2 separate regions of the Canis lupus genome follow, and region 1 is linked to region 2. The links are chromatin contacts, called in public Hi-C maps. All regions are on one chromosome and are shown on one strand. The core of a region is the stretch at or near the end of the contact, and the rest is flanking DNA. Distances in the headings are between cores, read along the strand shown. Region 1 overlaps SLC25A46 (solute carrier family 25 member 46). Region 2 overlaps TSLP (thymic stromal lymphopoietin).

Region 1 (2,700 bases), core at 103-2,602, 200 kb before region 2:
AGCGATGGGACGTCCAGGTGGCTCAACGGCTGAGCTTCTGCCTTCGGCTCAGGATGTGACCCTGGGATCCTGGGATCAAGTCCCACGTCGGGCTCCCTGCATGGAGCCTGCTTCTCCCTCTGCCTGTGTCTCTCCCTTTCTCTCTCTCTGTGTCTCCCATGAATAAATAAATAAAATCTTATTTAAAAAAATAAGGAAAGCCTAACCTTTTTAATATTTTTCATCCAAATCCTTGGTGGTCATTTCAGCTATATTTTTCTGGGGTTGTTCAGGCTTAAATACTGGTCACTTTAGTATTAACTTAATCAGAACGCAATCCAGAAGGCTCTCTATGTTTTATTGATCAGAGGTGGTCAGTCTGTTTTCTAAAAGTTTCTCTGCAGATCTTTCATTCTCAGAAAGTCTGCACACCACCCATTGTAATTGTATGGAGTTTTTTAAAGGGCTTATTAGTGATTATTTCCTATACCTTTTGAATATAAAAGTATTCCCTACATCCTTCGGTTGGTCATATTCTCTCATTCCAGGTAGAAGCGGTTTCCTCAGCTCTCTGCTGTGGCCGTGGTGCCGTGGGTGCCAGTTTCATGACGGGAGCTTGGCAGTTCTCTTTATTTCACACTTCATTTATTTCACACTTGCCTCTCTGCTGTTCTCCCCCCCCCCCCCCCCGCCCTCTCTCTGCCTTCCCAGTTTATTCTGCTTTATCATTTACTTTTGCTCTCTCTCCATACTCTTTTCTCCTTTTTCACTTTCCTCTTGGTACAGCTTTCTCCTCTTGTGTTTTTTTGCAGCTTGCCTCTCTTCTTTTTCTTCTCTCTTTTCTGGTTTCTGAGGGTGACCTAAATAGCCAGGAGCACACAGTGGGAGACCTTGGCTCCAGACCTGGCACCCTGCCTGTCACCTTGAACATCTCCCTGTGGGTCTTCCAACCTTCCTTTCTCTCATAAGTAAAACAAATTGGACGATACCTGCTTTGCTGACCTCACGGGATATCTTCCTGTATCAAATGGGATGAGAGGCAGTGCAGGCAGAGAGTGTGCGGACTTCCAAGTCCTAGAGACCAGGGTTTATTTTATTTTATTCTATTTTTTTAATTTATTTTATTTTATTTATTTTATTTTATTTAAAGATTTTGTTTATTTATTCATGAGAGACACACAGAAGCAGAGACACAGGCAGAGGGATAAGCAGGCTTCCGGCGGGGAGGACTTTGTGGGACTCAACCCCAGGACCCCAAGATCACAACCTGAGCCAAAGGCAGATACTCCATCACTAGCCACCCAGGCTTCCTGAGACCAGGGTTTAGAACTCAGTTCCACCATTAACTATTTGTATGGCTTTGGCTGAGTTATGAACCCTCTCTGAGCCTATTTCCTCACCTGTGAAACGGGGATAACAAGGTCATTGTGAGGGTTAGAAGTAAGTCATGCAAAGCACTTTGCACCATGCCTGGCATTATAGTAGGTGGACAAAAAGATGATATAATAAAAGTCCCAAGATTAATGTCATCATAATAAGGAAAGGCGCTTGACAAATTTGGTGCTACACAAATGTCATGTGTCATTCAGTCTGCATTATAGTTCATTTTGTTTTGTCTTTAAATTCTTTCTTATTTTTTAAAGCTTTTTCTTCCTTTATCCAATTGCTTGTTTCCCTCCCCCCGCCCCGCAACTATTCTTTCTTTCTCAACCTGTCATTTTTATATCTTCTTGAAGTTTTCGTGTTCCTCCTTTAAGTTTTTTATAATCAGTGGTAGCTCTTCCTCCTCTGTCAGCCCCTCCTTTTGGCACATAGAAAAACACTTAGTATGTTTTTTACTTTTTAAACCACCGTAATTGTCTGAAGCGTGACCCAGAAAGGAAAATGTTCATCATTAGAGTATCTCTCTCCTCCATATATATATATATTTTAAATTACCATCGATTGATTACCTTTTTGAAAGTTGGGCTAATTCAAGATGTTGTAAATAACATGGTTTTTGTTTCCTCGAAATTTCTTTTTTAGGGAGATTTCACATAAATGGAATCCTAAACAAATAGGAGAACACCTTCTGCTGAAATCGTAAGTATCAAAAGTGGCACATACATTGAAAATTTGCATTAATTTCTATAGCATTAGAACTGGAAAAAATCTTAATACAATGAAGAAAATTAGGGCAATAAAATATTTGTGGGACTAGAACTTCAAAAGACAAGTAACATTGAATTGAGGAATAAAATCCTAAAATCTATATTACCTTTAAAATCAATCTTTCTAGTTTGAAAGGCTGAAATCACAACCTAATTTTTCTGTCTTCTTAGGAAGTTAGCAAAGGTCTTCAACTTATTTAACCCAAACTCTCAGAAAAATAGACAAAAATTAATTTGTATAGTGATGAGCAAACTCAAACCTTAGTGTCCTTAAAATGTAGTCACTTCATGATTTTACAACGCTGACATTTTTATAGATTAGAATTTTACTCTTTACTTCTTAATTTTTTTTGAAGATTGTGAATTGGAAATCCCCCAAGCTTGCTGGCTCCCTCTGGGAGACATTCCAGCACATTATTACTTAGTGATGTTCCATTCACCTTGAAAACTACTACTTGCCAGGACCTGGCCCATAGGGTTAGGTAAGTCCCACCTTGATATTATTTTAAATAACTATATTTTGCAGGCTTGCAAAGTTGTAATATTACATTTATGTCTAAATAGTGGCGTT
Region 2 (2,700 bases), core at 115-2,614:
AGTCTGATGCGGGACTCATCCTGGGACTCCAGGATCATGCCCTGGGCCAAAGGCAGGCTCTAAACTGCTGAGCCACCCAGGGATCCCTGAATAAACATTTTTTAAAAAACAAATGTGTTTTCATCAAAAGAACGGGTGTACACAAATATAAACTACAATTTAATTTTTAAGGAAAGAAAAATAATCTGGAAAAAGATCGCGGCCCGGCATTTTGTCAAAAATTTTTTTACAAGTGACACTTAAATATATTGGCCTCTCAAAGGACGACCTAGAAATCGGTGCACATGAGGTGTGCAGATATTGATGAGGAGCAATAGTGACAGATAACACATATCCAGGTGTGTTTTCTCTGCCCCAGCGCTGCTCCCCCAGGTGCAGGAGAGAGAAGACCGTGGGTGAGGGCCAGAGAGAAAAGGAAGGGTAAAAAGAGAGGGAATTCTTGTGAGCCAAGCCCTGGCCAGGGATCGCAGCCCTGGGTTTCTAGTGTTCCAGAAGCCTCGGAATGCCGTTATGGGATGGGGTGCGTTTCAGAGTTTTAATAGACAGCAGCGATCATTTCCCCTGATTACTGGTTCTGGATGGGGCACGCATGTGTGAATGCACAGGTGGCCACGAGGCAGAAGGCGGGGCCCTGGGAGCGCGGCCTCCCGGCTCCCTGCTGCAGTCGGACGGCGGCCAGCGTGCCCGGGGCGCTGGGGAGGGCGCTGTGGGGCCGGGCGTCCCGGGCCCTTCCCACGGCCACGCACCGAGGCACCCGCGACGCCGGGAGCCGCGGGCGGGCGCGGGCGGCGGCCTCGCCAGGGACCCGGCGCCTGACCCGCGTGTCGCACACGCTTCTCCTTCCTGCAGACCAGGAGCACGGAGTTCAGCCACCCCGTGTACTGCGCGGACCCGGTGAGCGGGCGGGCGGCACCGGCGGCGGGGGCGGGGGCATCCGCGGGGGCACCGGCGGGGCGGGCCGCGGGGGGCGGGGCGGCGCGGGCCTCCGGGCGGGCCTCGGGGCGGTGCCGGCCTGGCCCCGAGACCTGCCGCGGTCGGGGAGGGCGGGCGGAGCGGGCGCCGAGGGCGGGGAGCGGGGAGGGGCGCGGAGCAGGGGGGAGCGGGGAGGGGCGCGGAGCAGGAGGGGAGCGGGGAGCGGGCGGGCACCAGGGGCCAGGCCCGGAGCCGGGAGGAGTAGGGGGGAGCGGGGAGGGGCGCGGAGCAGGAGGGGAGCGGGGAGCGGGCGGGCACCAGGGGCCAGGCCCGGAGCCGGGAGGAGCAGGGGGGAGCGGGGAGGGGCGCGGAGCAGGAGGGGAGCGGGGAGCGGGCGGGCACTAGGGGCCAGGCGCGGAGCAGGGAGGGAGCGGGGAGGGGCGCCCAGGGGCGGGGCCGGGGGAGCGGGCGCGGAGCAGGGGGCGCCCCTGCGGCGAGAGCGCGGTCTGGGCGCCGCCGGTGGGCTGCGGCGGGGAGCGGGAACCGGGAACCGGGAACGGGCGCGGAGCGAGCCCCGCGCCTGCTCCCGCCGCGCCGCCCAAGGACCGGCTCCCTGCCGCTCCGGCCGTGCCCCCCGCGGCCCCCCACTGGTCTCCCGCCGACCGTCGCTCTTTGCCCCCGCCGGTCCCCGCCCCGCCCCGCCCCGCCCCGCCCCGCCCCCCGCAGCCCGACTGCCTGGCCAGGATCGAGCGGCTCACCCTGCACCGCATCCGCGGCTGCGCGTCGGGCGCCCGGGAGGCCTTCGCCGAGGGGACGGTCGCCGCGCTCGCCGCCGAGTGCCCGGGCTACGCCGCAGCGCCGGTAAGCCGCGGGCCGCGGGTCACGCTGGGGCCTGGGCCGGGGCCGTAGGAGCCCAAAGGCCCCCTGCAGGAGCAGGCCAGCGGGCGACAGCTGGCAACCAGCCCCTCGCTTGTTTCGGGGCTTCCGAGTCTTTGGGCAGAATTAGAATTCTGAACCTCGGGCAGCGTCTCAGGCTGTCCTCAGCGAGCCGCCTACATCTTGGCCGCCCGAGCCGGAGAGGCTGATCGTCCAAAATGCTGCCTCCCAAGGACCCAACCTTGCACGGGCCCCTAATGCCATCCTTATCCGCTACACACCTCGAGCGGCATTGCTTGGGTTTATCACCGATAATGCGTGCTGCTTTCTTACAATGCTAGATGATACATCAAGTCTCTACCCACACCTGCTTACTTGCTGGTACGGCTGGCTCTTTGCACAATGGATTTTTGCACACGCAGTTACCTGCCTCTGAATGGATGTGTAGCTTTAACTAGAAATAGTAGTGCGGAGTTAGGAGCAGGAAGTCTGCAGAAGGTCTGGCCTGACTTTGAATCCTAGCCCCAAAACTTTTTTTTTTTTTTTTTAAGATTTGATTTATTCATGAGAGACACGGAGAGAGGCAGAGACACAGGCAGAGGGAGAAGCAGGCTCCCTAGGGTCTCCATCCCGGATCCCACTCCGAGCCAAAGGCAGACACTCAACCGCTGAGCCACACCCAGGCATCCCTGGCCCCCAAACTTCTAACTTGACATCTTCAATTTAGAAGATGTTCAATTCAATGTCAATTGAACATTGACATGTTCAATTTCATCTGCAAGACCGAGCAGGAGGCCCTAAATGCCACAAGAGAAACTCCTCTGGGTCTAGTGAAGGCTGGTTGGTACTCATTAATTTCCAAAGTACAAGGTGGGGAAACAGATGGCAGTTTAAGTCCATTAACCCCATTTT

The links. A called contact is a pair of places that touch in the nucleus more often than the background predicts.
Region 1: a contact with region 2 is called in a Hi-C map of skin fibroblasts, with 3 times the contacts expected there. The contact joins two enhancer-like sites. A contact is called at or near these places in 2 of 9 Hi-C or Micro-C datasets (amygdala and skin fibroblasts).

The regions. Positions count from the first base shown.
Region 1 is chr3:1,711,978-1,714,677 of UU_Cfam_GSD_1.0, reverse strand. SLC25A46 (solute carrier family 25 member 46) reads left to right here. Exons shown (of 8, transcript XM_038532154.1): 6 at 2,005-2,061. Among named protein-coding and RNA genes, the nearest start is that of SLC25A46, 15 kb to the left of the region's middle. Within about 2 kb of position 1,352, at least 2 of the 20 cell types and tissues checked have an H3K27ac peak or open chromatin away from gene starts, as enhancers often do.
Region 2 is chr3:1,508,560-1,511,259 of UU_Cfam_GSD_1.0, reverse strand. It overlaps TSLP (thymic stromal lymphopoietin), which reads left to right. Exons shown (of 6, transcript XM_038532126.1): 4 at 850-894; 5 at 1,639-1,773. Among named protein-coding and RNA genes, the nearest start is that of WDR36, 11 kb to the right of the region's middle. Within about 2 kb of position 1,364, at least 12 of the 20 cell types and tissues checked have an H3K27ac peak or open chromatin away from gene starts, as enhancers often do.